Linked DNA regions of Mus musculus: region 1 is linked to region 2. Evidence: chromatin contacts called from public capture Hi-C data. All regions are on one chromosome and are shown on one strand. Each heading gives the region's core, a stretch centred on a gene start, on an enhancer-like site or on the middle of the called end of the contact. The rest is flanking DNA. Distances are from core to core; before and after follow the strand shown.

Evidence for each region. Capture Hi-C pulls out chosen DNA fragments and counts their contacts.
Region 1: a capture Hi-C map of embryonic tail shows a contact between it and region 2, with 2.2 times the contacts expected there. The contact joins two enhancer-like sites. A contact is called at or near these places in 2 of 9 other capture datasets (embryonic stem cells and embryonic tail).

The regions. Positions count from the first base shown.
Region 1 is chr8:121,298,345-121,306,207 of GRCm38.p6, reverse strand. No RefSeq gene overlaps it. Among named protein-coding and RNA genes, the nearest start is that of Gm33823, 38 kb to the right of the region's middle. Within about 2 kb of position 4,922, at least 82 of the 459 cell types and tissues checked have an H3K27ac peak or open chromatin away from gene starts, as enhancers often do. A contact at or near this core is called in embryonic tail, where this site is marked.
Region 2 is chr8:120,841,730-120,849,028 of GRCm38.p6, reverse strand. No RefSeq gene overlaps it. Among named protein-coding and RNA genes, the nearest start is that of Gm39267, 22 kb to the left of the region's middle. Within about 2 kb of position 5,063, at least 6 of the 459 cell types and tissues checked have an H3K27ac peak or open chromatin away from gene starts, as enhancers often do. A contact at or near this core is called in embryonic tail, where this site is marked.

The DNA of each region.
Region 1 (7,863 bases), core at 3,673-6,172, 460 kb before region 2:
GGGGAGGGCTAAAGGACTAAGACACTAGATCCAAAAATGAATCTCATTTTCCTTCAGCTTTATTTCCTGCTGCCATCTGGATTTTTTTTTTCATCTATTTTATGTCAAGCTGTATCTGGAAGTTTATCAATACACCACGGATACAGATTTGGGTGGGTGGGGGTGACGGTGAGCAGACTCACCATGCAATATTGGCATAGCAATGGAGGGGCCAGCTGAGGAAGCCCAGACTCCTTGGGCAACCACAGGAAGCTATGCTACAGCTCTGCTCTGGGGAAGTTGCTGGAAACTACTCCTACAAATGCCAGCACCCCACCCCCACCCCCACCCCGACACCCTTGCAAAGCCCCTGTTGTGCTCAGAAGGCTTTTCCAGGCATGAATCCATCAGGATTTCTGGGACAGTCTGCCTCATTAAAAGTCAAGGGATCACGGGTAAAAGCCAAATCTAGGAAGTCCCAATCCCAGCGATCTGGATGCACATGTGACTAGAAATGTAGTGTCTGTGTACTGGTGGACAGACACATGGACGTGACCATCGCATATACAAAAGATGGCAGGGCATGTCATTTGGAAGGGTCAAGTTAGGACGACTTGGCTCATCCTGGGGGGAAGGCATGTGGAGGCTCCGTTCACTCCATTCACTGTGGGAATCATGGCTGAGGCTTGTTCATAGGGTTCACCTGGGAAGCAGGGAAGGTAAGCTGGAACCAGGGCATAGCCATCAGGGATCTGTCCCCCAGTGACCACCACGTGGGCTGGATGGGGACATTTCAGATTCGAACTCTAGTGGGAAAGTAGCTCTGACTGCTCCGTTAGCACTCAGTAAGATAAGGCACACACGGCAAACAGGGGGCCTCTAATGCTCAGCACACCCCATGCTTGCAAAGACTGTCTACAGGGTACAGAGGCAGGTAAGCCAGTGACCCATCAGCTGGTAGGTCCAAAGGCTTGAATGGGTTCCCTGCACAAGAGCACACATAGCCAGTGGGATAAAGGGGGGCCTGAGCAGTGGCATTCACTAGGAAAGCAGACGTTGGAGTCAGAGTTCAGACAATGCCACTGTCATCAAAAAGAAAGAACAGATAGATAGACAGACATTGTCCTTGAGGGTCTGCAAGCTGAGGAGGGATTGGAGCTCTGCAATGGTGGGGTGTGAATCGACCCAGGTCAGAGATCCTTGTGGTAGTGTCCATGAACACCTGCCTGTCCTATAAGAGACAGAATATATTCAGCGAGCATGTGTTCAGGACAGAGACGGAAAATACCCCTAGAGCCTTGGAACAAAATGACCAAGAAATTGGCAAATGCTGACATGTGTGATCGGACCCAACTGTGACTGATGACCATGAGGGAGTACGTGAGGGGCACTTGCAGCTTCTGTTTGTGTGAGGTTCCAAAACAGGTAACGCCATTGGAGAGCGAGGCAGGTGGGAGACAGTCACTCTCAGAGATGAGATATTGAAAGAAAGGGGTGCCAGAGAGTTTCCTAGGAACCCCCATTGTACACACAGGTAAGAATTACTTAAGCTGCTTGCTTGGCAGTTGCAAATCTTGCTGTGCCCTTCCAGTTAGGATCAGGGAAGCAGCATAATACAGATGTCACCGTCAACTAAGTCAGAAGCTGATTCGAAGGGGCAGATACACTCTGGGGAAGCTTAGGAGAGGGTCACCTCAGTTGAGACCGGAAAGTTGCCATTGAAGCTTAAACCAAGCAATTCTAGTCCCCTCCTCTTCCTTCTCCCTCATAAAGAAATTCCTCATAAACAGGAATTTCATTGATATCAATTCCTTTTAAAGTCTAAGTAGTGGTATTTGCCTTTCCTAAGCGCCGAGTCCTTGTTGGGTCCCTGAGTATGTTGCACACACTTAGACAAGAATTCCAGAAGGTAAACATCTCCAGGCCATGGCAGGAGCCTGGGAAGGCAGCGAGGGATGGCGTCACCTTGACATTTGAACTGTTATGGCCACAGAGATATGCAGAAAGAGCCTTCAGGGGGTCCCAAGAGCTTAGGTTCCCAGGGCTAACTCTCCTCAGATAGCTTGAGTCTCAAGTGTCATTTGTGCAGACTGTGATAGAATGTGATGCCATTGGCCACAGGGTGAGCCCAAAAGTGGCTGCTCATCAGAGGCTAAGCCGTCTTTCAGAGCCAGTCAGACAAGAGGTAAAAGCTCCAGGATGTCAGGACATCTGATCAGATATCCACTCCTGTCCAGAGTCTGAGCATCCTTCTGTCTAGGTTGATTCTGAATTGAAGATCGTCTTTATTCTAGGGTCATCTACGCCACCCATGGAGCACCAAGAAGAAGGAGAATTTTCAAAGAACCTATGTCAAACCAAACAGAGCTGTGAGCGTCCGCAAGGAGCTGTCCTAGGCTCTGTGCATTGCGCTGCTGGCTGCAAGTGATGATGACAATTGTGTCCATGGGAGCTCACCCTGATCTATCTTAACCACACATGCTCCTGTTGGCAGTGAGGGTCCCCGTAGAGCAGCCTGGACTTGGTGGCCCCTTTGAGTTGGGACTATGAGCTTCCTTTTTTGTGTGTTTGTGTGTATGACTGTTAAAAGAGATATGAGCGCTCCACACTATTTGCTAGAAGGTAGTGTTTTCACACACACAAGCTCGGGTGGAAACTCTTAGTACCCAGGATCACTTGAGAAGGCTGGAATTCATATGCATAATTCAGGGAATGTTTTGGAGACTAAGTTGATTTCTTGTTCCTTTGGCCCCAGGCGTCCTTTTGTTGGCTTACGGCAATTCTGGAATTTTGTTACACTTATTAATATGTATGACCCGTGCACCTGGCTAACGCCTTTGGAGCTGGCAGCCATGGCTTCACGTGCTCCGCACCTCCTGACAGACACGTGGTGAAGATTTGTTGAAAGACTTAATAAGGAGCGAGTGAGTGACTGGAGGCTCTCTCAGGGAGACCAGCTTCCAAGGACCTGTTTCCTCATCTGGAACATGGGTTTACTGTGACGGCCGGAGGAGAGGGGGCAAGGGGGGGCACTGAAACATCTTCCTAGGAGACTCATAGCGAGAACTCAGTAACGGTTCATACAATGAAGGTGGTGATGACAGTGATGGCGGTCGTGATGTAATGGTGGTGATGTCATGATGGTGATGCTGATGGTGGTAATGTAATGATGGTGATGTTGGTGATGTAATGATGGTGATGATGCTGCTGCTGGTATGATGTAATGAGGGTAATGTAATGATGCTGAAGCTGATGGTGGTGGTGTAATGATGGTGATACTGACTCTGGTGATGGGATGAGGATGATGCTGATGACTATAATGGTGGTGATGTAATGATGGTGATGCTGATGCTGACTGTGGTGATGTAATGATGATGTGATGACGGTGATGCTGATTCTGGTGATGTAATGATGGTGATGTAATGATGCTGATGTTGACTGTGGTGATGAAGACGGTGGTGATAGTGATGGTGACAATGATGGCAATAGCGATGACAAGGGTGATGGCTATTGTGGCTACAGTGACAGTGTTGTGGTGGAGCTTCTGCTGCTGCTGCTGATGTTAGCTGTAGTGGTGAAAGCGATATAGACAGACAACGGGAAAGAAACTGAGGCAAAAGAATTCACTTTGTCCGTTTACTTTGCTTACTGACAAGCCAGAGCTCCAGTTGCAATCTGATTTCCAGCCCTGACTTCAGGGCATTTTTAACTAGAAGCAAAAGACAGATGAGGGAGCCCAGACCCCTGCTGTGGAACTCCGTGTGAACTCACCCTAGTGGGCTGGGGTCAAACTCTGGGCAGTGGATTGGCTCATTAAACAAATGACCTAATTTAGTGCTTAAGACACTTGAAATTTACTGTACTAATTTGTCAAGTCGTCCAGAACAGCCCAGCCACCAATGGAGATCCCAGTTGGTTTTAGTGGAATTATGGGCAAAATTCAGATCGTCGACTTAGGGAAAGGTTAAGTTGAAGCAGAAGTGAGAATCCTGTCTGCAGAGGGCTGGAGAGACTTTTATGGGCTCGGATAAATCTTCCGGCCAAACTTTCATCTTCTCCTTTCCATTTTTAGCACCTCTCAGGGAGAATGGTTTATGGAACTGGAGAACAGGAAGCAGGAAGTAGGAAACAGGAAGTGGGAAGGTTCTATTCTGGATGTGGTCAGGATAAGGTGGTATCCTTGGTGAGGGTCTGCGAGGAGGAGATTGTTCTGGTCAGTGGCCATGAGCAGGGGCTGGGGTTCACCAGAGGACGTTTGTCATTGTAAATGGTCACTCAGCATCAAAGTGTAACCGCAGACGTCGAAAAAAAGGTCACGCAGTGTGCAGTCACCACAGAAGTGCCTTCTCTTCCTCGTATCTGACAGTCTGACCCTCGGCTATGGGGCCTTTTCCTCTCACCGAGGTGATGCCGAGCCTCCTGCTGCAGAGCAATCGGAGAGAAGCCTGTCTGGATGTGTTTATTCCACTTTCCAAGAACCACAGAGGGAGCGATTACCGCAGGCTGCTTTCTCGGGGCTCCCTCAACCCCATCATCTGGACAGCTGTCTGTTTACACAGCAAGGGCTGCACAGTTCCCCCATTTAAAGACCCATCTGGTCCTTCCATCAGCCTAAGCCGTAACCTGGAGGAGTGAACGCAGGCACTGGGGAAGGGCGTGGGGGCGGGGAGGGCATGGGCGGGGACAGAGACTGCGAGGAGGAGCATGTTTATCCCCGCATCTGCATTAATGCTTCCTAGAGTTTATTTTCAAAGTGTAAGATGGAACAATACCTCGCAGGCTGTCAAACCCAAACACGGGCTGGTTTAACTTGGGGCTACGGTCCTTCCAGTATTTTTCTCCTGGTTTGAAGGATCCACTTGAGAGAGGGGGGAGGTAGGGAAGGCAGGGCAGGGAGGGGGCCGGGGAGCTGCTCTGAACCCTCCTTGGGGTCTGGCCTGCCCCTGCGGGCCACTGCTGCTTGTCATATGGAATGGATTAGGCCTCCTCTCTCACACTGTCAACTTGGGTGTTCCGCACGCAGGCAGGCTGTTTTTGCTGGGGTCTCAGTTTTGCATTTTATAACGGCAGGAAGTGCCCCCTCTCCGACCACATGTGAGATCGTGTGGGAACAGCGGAGGGGGCAGGGCTGAGGGGTGAGCTGGGTGTGGGATCTGAACAATCTCCCTCAAGGAGCTGGCCCGTGTGGGTGGAAGCGGGAGGGAGATACGTACTGGCCAATTTAACTTTATGGAGTCTGGTTGGCAGGAGATGGGGGGAGCTTCCTTGATGAAACGGGCCTGTCCCTAATAGAACTGCCCCTCATGTTTTACGGTCCCACGCGGGGCCCGGGGAGGGACCGATGGAGCATGAGGGATCACAGCTGCTGTTTAATTTGTTCTGAATTTCCTGCAGGCCTCACCAGACATGTACAGGAAATGGGCGGTAAATGTTTAATAGGTCATACCTAACCCGGCCATTAACAGGTGCTGCGGCTTAGAAAGCCCCAACCCGTGTGTGCACCGCGCCCCCTCTGCCTGCCCCCTCTTCTGTTTTGTACTGCAGCCCGGTGTGGGGTTGTGGTCCAGCACACCCCCAACCCAGAGACTACCTAGAATAAAGCTTAAGAGGGGCTTAGGACAGCACCACGGGGAGTCTGGGTGTCAATCGTTGCCAGCCTTGGCTGGCTGTATTCCTGTGGTCATCTCACCTCCTTCTGTGGACTGAGTCCCGTATTCAAACAGCACATGGGCTTGGGATCTGCTCCGGGCTGCAAGCTTCACGAGGAGGAATTTCTGTGCCAGTTCACTCTCTCAGCAGGTGACAGGCAAGAAAGGAAACCAGGACCCTCAGGAGAGTCAGGAGGCCACCAAGGCTAAGGGAAAGAAAGGAGCTTGTATGTGCTGAGTCTGGGTGGGTTTGGTGTCCCCAGAGCCCCGAGCTCTCCCTCCTCACACTCTTAACACACTCTGGGCACGACATTAGCTTCGTGCCGTTCCCCAGGGAGGACATCTGGGGAAGCTGGAGCACTACCAGGCCTGGACTGGGTCTTGGGCTCCAGCACAAGTCTGTGAGGGAGCTGGGATCTGAACTTGGGATTCTGAGGACAGAGCCAACCTGTGTCTGACAGGTTTACCCAAGCTGAAAGATAAGGTAACTAAATAGAGACACAGGGAACTTGACCACCCTCCCCCATCAAAAGATGTCACCTGCCACTTCTGCCACAGGCCTGTTAAGATGATGGAATAGCTTCTTCTCAACTTGTGTGTGGAAATTTTTTTCTTATAAAATTACTATTACTGTTCTCTCTCCCTTCCTCCTTCCGTGTGTGTGTGTGTGTGTGTGTGTGTGTGTGTGTGTGTGTGTGTTATAATCAATTGCCACTTCTCCAGAGCTATCCATCTTGTCTTTTGAGACAGGGTCTCCCATTGGACTGGACCTCACCAATTAGGCTCTCCTGCCTACCAGAGAGCTCCAGGAGTCTGCCTGTCTCCCTAGTGCTGGAATTGCAACTGAATGCTGTAATACCCACCTTTTTTTTTAAAACAGAGGTTTTGGGGATCAAACCCAACTAGCTTCTTGCACAAGATCAGAGCTTTACTGACCGTTCACGGCCCCACCTCCTGCACCATCTTGCAGGCTGAGTTTTTAATCACCATGCAGAGGCCACTTTTAGTTGCCACTCGCTTGTGAAAGAACTCCAAAATGAGCCTGGGCTCCAATCCCATGCTCTTTCTAATCCCCAGACATGAGTCTCGGGGAACGGACATTGATGGTCTCCACAGCCAGGGCAGACCACATAGGTTCTCACATGACCTGGCTACACACTTCCATGTCGCCTCTGTGGGTCTCAGACAGTGCCTGTTGTACATTTGACGAGGGAGCGGAAGAGAGGAGTTTGAAGACTCCTGGCACAAGATTGGCGTAGAGATTTACATGCAGAAATCATCCTGGCTCAGGCAGCTCGATGCCAAGAGCTGAGATTTGTTACATGGTTCCACTCACATTTGAATAATTGGAATAATATTAATAACGAATTAAAATTCAGGCTGGAAGTGGGCGTGGTGGAAGAATCTTGCTAACCCAGTACTGAGTGGCTTGGGTTTTCGTCTGTTTTCAAAGATAGCGCATGGGACCGAACTCAGGACCTCATAAGTACTGGGCAGGCACTCTGGCGCCGAGCCACACCACAGCCCACTTTTTGCTTTTTGTTTTGATGCAAAGTCAGACTGAACTTCCCAGGCTGATCTCGGACTCACTCTGCAACCCAGGCAGGTCTTAAAGTTTGCATTCCCCTGCCTCAGCCTCTGGGTACTGGGACAGCAGGCCTGTGCTAGCAGCGGAAAGGGGGATTTTTAATAAGAAAACCAGGACCAACCCAGGCAGGCCATGCAGACAGGCATGGCAGGCAGGAGTGCTCCCATAAGGAACATCCCTTGGGAGCACCCTGCTTGTTGGAGCTCTGATTTTACAGCCCACGGCTTTGCAGAAGCAAACACCCAAGTTCTTCCAGAAGCCGCACCCGGCTGGAGGATGGATGGAGTGTGTCCCGTGATGCTTCCAACTCCCCATCACCCAGCCCTGTCAACCTCATGCCAACAAATAAAATAAAATAAACATCATAACTAACAGCTATCAAGTGCCCCGAAGCTCTCTTCCTTTCTGATGTTACCTGCGTGAATTTTTAAGGCTGATAGAGTTCAAAGGAGGCCTTAAAAGCACCTCGCAAAGTCTAATAATCTATGATGGATGTGCAGGACTCAGCCAGCCAGTAAACCTTCTCTTGCACCGAGCATTTACAGTGACACATCTCAGGCACTCTCATTGCGCCCAGGGGCTTGTGTAAAACACTGCTCACTGGAAACAGCACAGGAAGAGTGTGTGAGACTGTGCAGGCCCCCTGCC
Region 2 (7,299 bases), core at 3,814-6,313:
CCTGGCCAGGTGATACCTCACACAACCCACATCCCCCAGATCCATTCCACCTGCTTGAAATGGACAGAGAACAATGGTGTTCCCATGGGCAAAGTTTAAATGTTCACCTGTGTAAAATGCTGAGGCCAGTGTTTGGTGTGATGGGAATTCTGTGAGGGCTAAAATTAAAGGGTGATGCTATTTAATGAGAGATATTATGGTGTGCAAAACATAAGAATAAATAAGTGGGTTTCTCTGAAATAATTTCTGTGAAGAACAAAATGGCCCTGGCACTTTGTAGATATGGAAATAGATCATGGCTTGGCTCCATTTCAACCCCCAGTGGCACTGTGTCCTCAGGGGTTATCTCTGCCCTTGGCATACTTCTGAATTACAGGGAGACAGTGACCAATGGCCAGCGCCCTCAGAGGGGGAGGAGTGTCTAGGATGGAGCCTGGTGTCAGGATACACTCAGTTCCCCTGGTCACAGCATACAGCAAAATGGCAGACCAAGTGAACAGAGAGCCACCAGTGAGCTCGTGCATCCTCTGGGCTCACAGGAGCAGAGCAGGGACTGCCGGAGACCTGCACATTGGAAGAACGGGGTCTGGTTCATGAGCTGGAAGAAGTGTCTAGAAACAGCCTCACTGGGGTCAGGTGGGCAGGGCTGGAACTGGAGTGGCCATGGAGAGGGAAAGGGGATGACCCACCTGAGTGGAGGGGGGAAGGGGAGAACTATGAAAGAAAGGGGGGGAGGAGGAGAAGTCAGGAGTGGGGGAGGAAGAGGAGGAAAGAGGGGGAGGAAGATGGAGGAAGGGGGGACTAGGGAGGGCGAAGAAGATGGAGGAAAACCAGAGGCAGGCAACCTGGGTCCTCCAGTCCTCATTTTCAATATTGGCTTCAATTACACATGTGGGGCCTGGCAAAGAAAAACACGAACCCCCAAGAGGGTCACGACCCTCAAATATGTTTTTAAATCCGTGGAGGAAATTCCCAATTTGCTGCCGCTGGACAGTGTTTTCATTCCTCCCCTAAATGCGGTTCACGACCTTCAGCAAAGAAGCGCGACCTCCACGCGGGCTTTTAACTTCTGCAGGAGCCCCGTGGTGTTGGCTGTTCCGGATGAGAGGCTGGAATGGGGAGGGGGGGGTGAGCGAGGATCTCACTAGCTGTAAATCACACAGCATCACAGCAGAGGCACCTTCTGTTTGGGTAAGAACTGCAGGGCCACCTTGGAGGAGAGAGGGAGGAGGGAGCGAGAGGGAGGAGGGGGGAGGGAGGAGGGAGGAGGGAGGAGGGAGAAAGGGAAAGATGCTTTGCAGTTTTTAGCACTGAAAAAGGCAATAAGCACTGCATTTGTTTTTTGTTTTGTTTTGCTTTTTCTGACCCAAAAGAAAGCATGCCAGGCTAATTGAATAGATTGTAGCTTGGGCCACAAAGCCTACTGATTGGTTTGCTAGGCAACAGAACCGTGTGAGCACACACAGTGGCTTCCCAATCCAATCAAATGTGCCCCACTGGATCCATGTCCCTTTAATCTAGACAACATCATAGTTGGATTCTTTTCATGGGAATTTCCCCTAAAGGACCCGGGCTTTTCTCAGAGACTTGAAACTCACTTTGAAATGTGCTGGGTTCTTGGCTGGCTGCCTGGGAGCTCACGAGGGGGAGAGGACCTTGCCCAGAATCACGGTCTCTGGAGGCTCCTGGGATCACTTGGGGGCCCTGAGGTGTTATAAGCACCTGAGCTCAGGAAGGGAAGGCCAACAAAAGGCTTACATCACAGAGTCTGACCCATGACTGATGGAGACCAGGGGTGGGGGTGGAGAAGGGGGTAGGAGGGAGGTTTGAAGGAGGGGTGTAGGGGATTGGGGTGTCCTGGAGAGATGGCTCAGCCATTAACAGCTGTGGCTGCTCCTCTAGAATTCTGGGATTCAGTTCCTCATACTTGCATGCTGGCTCAAAATCATTTGTAACTCCAGCTCCAGGTATCCAACACCTTCCTCTGATCAGGCACCAGGCACGCACATTGTATATAGACAGGTAAAGAGTACGCAGGTAAAGAGTGCATACACTTTTAAAAATAATAATCTAAAGAAGAAGGAGGAGCTAAGCCAGGGAGAATGTATGTATGTATGTATGTATGTATGTATGCATGCATGCATGCATGTATGGTGAGAATGCACACACACACACACATATCCATCCCTGTCTGTCTTGGAACTTGAAACTCACTATGTAGACCAGGCTACCCTCAAACTCACAAAGACCCACCTGCCTCTGCCTCCTGAGTGCTGGGATGAAAGGTGTGCGCCACCACACCAGGCTCCACCGTATTTTTTGAGACAAGGTTTCTCATTCCATTTGGATCTCACCATTTTGGCTAGATTGGTTGGCCAGTGAGGACCCAGGAACCTGCCTCACACGCACACACACACACACACACACACACACACACACACACACACGCACAACCGTGCTCACTCACACCTCACACACTGCCACATTGGGCTCTTTTTAGGTGGGTTCTTGTTAGCTGGAAAGTTTCTGAGGTGTGTGGGCTGTAAAATGGGACAAGGCATTTCCAAGGGCCCTCAGAGCCCTAGGGGCATACACCATCCCACAGGGAGGAAGAGCTGTGGTCCCGCAGGCACCCATATGACTATCCATCCATGTGAGGCAGAGCACTGATCCTCCCTCCGACTCTCGACTCTCCATTCCTCAGCCTGGCCCCTTCACTGCCTTTAAGCAGGACCCCAGGAAGTGGAGCATATCAGCGGCCATTTTTCTCCTGTCCAGATCAGCACTGTGGGCGATAAAGGCAGCATTGGCCTCTGGTGGAGACCCCATGGCTAATGAGATCCAGATGTGGTCCAATCAGCCAGCCAGCAAGAGAGCAGCCAGGCCTTGTAGGCACCTGAGTCCTCTTCTCAGCAGACACACAACCCAGGCCTGGGGGGTAGGGGGGGTGAGGGGGGGGAGATAGGCCACCAGAAGGCAATGCCATGGGCTAAGTAACAACTGTTGCATGCAAGCCACAGAGTGGGGAACGGCCCTGCTTAATGAGGAAGGAAGGCTCCACATAGCATCTGTGCACGTCAGCTTTTCCACATCAGAAGCCCTGATGTTCCATCACATGTGACGGTCCGTGGACTTGACAGTCAGTTGAAATCCCAGAGCAGACTGTCCAGCAAGGCTCAGCCACCAAGTGCATGCTGTTCCCCAGGGCTCCCACCTACATGAGATGTGACCTCTCTGCCCCTCTGAACCCTCTGTGGTGAGTCTTCTCAACAACCCGACCCTGAACCCTGGCCACTGTCACTTGAACTACCTCACCCATACTTACTGCTGCTGACTTGGATTTGATGGGTGGTGTCCACAGCCCCATCCACCGCTCCGCTTTCTGTTAGGTCAGTAAGTTCCTGGGGACTCTCTTACAACAACCTGAGCATCTAGGACGAGGGCCCAGATGACCTGACTAACCCAGCAAGCTTCCTCTGCAGCCTGTGACCATCCCATGAGCTCCTGTCAGACTCTCCTGCTTCCCATGAATCTCTTCTCAACTCCCATGAGCCTTCTCAGAACCTTTATGAACCCCCTCCACCCTCAGAGCCTTCTATGCACCCTTGCTCTAGGGTCCCTGTGTCTGAGTTCTTGATTAAATGTAGTTGGTCTCTAAGCAGCCCTTCCCAAGATGGAGGCTGCAGAGATCAGTCTTCCTACATGGCTATGCTGTTGCTTTTTGTCATCTTGATGTAAACCTAGACACACCTATGAAGAGAGAATGTTAACTGCAGAAAATGCCTCCATAAGATCTGCTTGTAGGCAAATCTCTGTGGGAGGGCCCAGACCACTGTGAATGGTGCTATCCTTGGGCTAGCATGGGTTGTATAAGAAAGCAGGCTAGCCAATCCAGGAGCAAGCCAGTAAGCAGTACTCCTTCTTGGCTTCTGCTTCAGTTCCTGCCTCCAGGTTCCTGCCCTGCTTGAGTTCCTGCCCTGACTTTCCTCAAGGATGGATTGTGACCTGGAAGTATATTATAAAAGAAGCCCATTCCTTCCCTAAGTTGCACTTGGTTACAGTGTTTCATGCATTTGATTACAGTGTTCCATTGCTTTTGGCTACAATGTTTCATTGCACTTGGCTGCCCTGTCCCACTGCATTTGGCTACAATGTTTCGTTGTGTTTGGTTACAGTGTTTTGTTGCTTTTGGTTGCAATGTTTCATTGCTTTGGGTTATAATGTTTTGATAGAAACCCTATGACAATGGCTGTCCTACCATCTCTGCTGTTCCGAGAGGAAGGAAAGAAAAGATACAGAAGGTGCTTACAAAAAGCCTTGGGAGAGGCCCTGCTGCTGCTTTTGAAGATGCTGCCTAAGCTCTATCTGAATCCCTTCCTGCAGCAAGTCCCAAGGCCTCTGCAAGATATCTCCCTCCCCCTCCCCCTCCCCCTCCCCCTCCCCCTCCCCCTCTCCCTCTCCCTCTCCCCCTCCCCCTCCCCCTCCCCCTCCCCCTCTCCCTCTCTCTCTCCTCCCTTCAAACTCAACAGATTCACAGAACCCACTAAGGTGGTCCCAGATCGCAAAGGACCATTGCCAGCAAGGTGCTTCTGTGTGGTAATTTTCTGCAAGTTAGAAGATGGTACCCTGGAGGGAGGCTCCTTGAGTTTCGGGAAATGAACAATGCAGAAGACTTAGGTAGTGCCTGAAATCCACAGATTCCCATTCCCTGAGGTTATGAGCTGCAGACTGCTCTGGACAAGACTCTATACCCAAGCAGCTATAAATCATACAGGGAGCTCAGGATTTTTGAGAGTTGCCATCTATGTCGGATCAGGCTTTAGTGACCCAGCTGCCATTGAGTGGTCCTTGCTCATGTAAGGATCTTCTACACCTCACCACTACTCCTGTAAGTCACTCCAATAAATCCATTAGTTCACAGAGTTGAACCTTACTGCTGTCATTACTTTGGTCTGTTGTCAGTTCCCTAACTAGAGTTTGTTCACACCTCCCCAGGAATAGTAAGTGTCATGAAACACACAAGATGACACCCTGTCACAAGCTCCCATCTGTCTTGGGCCTATAAACCAGGACACAGTTTAAAGTTCCCAGATGCTTCCAGGCTGCCACGTCTTCTGGCCATGTATAGTTCAGAGCTCCTAAAACTGGTGGTCTCAGAATTCCAGGCCAGCGATAGGCTATAGCCACATCTCCCCCAGAGGAGCCTTGTCCCCAGCAGAAGCCACAAGTACCTACCCAAGTCCATAGCTGGCTTTGGGAACTCACAGCCAGTGTTCATTTATGGAGCTGCTGGGTCAAAGCACTGCCCACAATTTGTGTGGCTTCAAACAAAGGTAATGAATCCCTTTGGCAGTCCTGGAGGCCAGGAGTCTGACAGCCTGAGTCAGTGAGCTGAACTGAAACTCTGAGGGGACTGCTTCCTGGCTCTCACTGTCTCTGGTGGCTGCCAGCATGGTGGGATGAGGTGGGGGCACATCAATGCGTTCTGAGCAGTTGCTAGCACCTGGGAGAAGCCACAGGGTGAGGTCAGAGCAGGAAGGCCAGGCAGTTAATGAGACTCAAAGATACATAGGCAGGGGCACAGGAGGCTGTGGGGATGCAGGAGAGGCAGCTGGACCTTGAGTTTACTTCGAAGGCAGAACTAGCAGGAGCTGGACAGCCTGGTTGTGGCGTGCGAAGAAGAGAAATGAGACAGAGCCCAGGATTTTGGCTGGAGCAACTGGAAGGCGAATAGTCATTTTATGCTGGTCTTTGATATCCAGCTGTGAGTTGAGCACTAAGGTCCTCTCTTTGCCAGACAGCACAGTCCAGTAAGGGGTGGGGGCTCATTAAAAAGTAAACACTGGCATTAAATACAGGCAAGTTAAAATGCGTGGAAGTCATAACAAGTACTGCAAAAAAGCAAACGAGGAAACGTATTCTGTAAAAGGTTCCTGGGACAAGCATGATTCTTAGTCCCACTTTGTCCCTGGTGCCTGAGAGCCACCTGTCACTACAGCACCAGGGCTTGATAAATGCCACATGACAACTGAGGGAGAGGAGATGGCCCGATGGGTAAGAAAGCTTGTTCTGTGAGAACGAGACTCTGAATTTGAACCTCCAGCATGTATGTAAAAAGCCAGGCATGGCTGCATGTGACTGTCACTCCAGTGTTGGAGGCAGCATCAGGCAGAGAGAAGCAGTGTCCTGGCCAGCCAGCCTAACCAAAACAGCAAGCTTCCAGCTCATGGAGAGACCCTGTCACAAGGACAGTCATGATGAGAGCAATGATGAAGGATGTTTGATATCTTGCTCTAGCCTCCACATGTGTAATCATGGGTGTGTGCATGTGCGTGCATGCATCATACACTCACACACACACATGCACGCACTTTTACTGAAACACATATGGAAGACGTCAGGATTGGCCAGAGTTTCTGAGCTCAGGCATAGTATATGTTCTGCAGGTGGTTTTGTATACAACATCTTGGACCAGTGACCCAGCACTCCCTGAGTTCTGCAGCATCCACACTTGTGGATGAGAATACCAAGTCCTGGGGAGGCTAAATACTGACTCAAAGTTGGCACTCTGGTACAGAGCAGAGGTGAGTTTAAACCTGACAATGTAGGGCCAGGATGTTCTGAACAGCCATGTGATTCAGTCAGTCTCCAGGTCCCTCTTTTTCCTTCTGTTTCCCAGTACTTTGCCTGTCTCCTAGGCAGCCTGTCAGCAATCCACCCAAACATCTACCCATTTATTAGTTTGCCCATTTGTCTATCATCTGTCCACCTAACATCTGCCTACCTACCCACCATTCACCAATGTGACCATCCATTCATCACCCATCCAACCACCCATCTGTTCATCTACCTGACTATCCATCCATTCAGCAATCTTCCCATCCATCCATCCATTCATCCATCCATCCATCCATCCATCCATCCATCCATCTATCCAAATACCATCTATCCATCTATCCAACTATTATCTATCAATCATCCATCCATCCATCTACCATCATCCAGCCAGCCAGCCATCTATCCATCTATCCAGCCATCCATTTACCCATCTATTGATCTAGCATCCATGCATCCATTTATCCATCCACTTACCCATCCATCCATCATCCATCCATCCATCACCCATCTATCCATCCATCTACCATCCATCATTCATAAATACATACATATATACATACATACATACATACATACATACATACATACATACACCTGCCTTCCTATTCATTCATGCTTCTATGTATGCACTCACCCATCCACTCCTTCATTACCCCAGTATATCCATCTCTCCGTCTATCT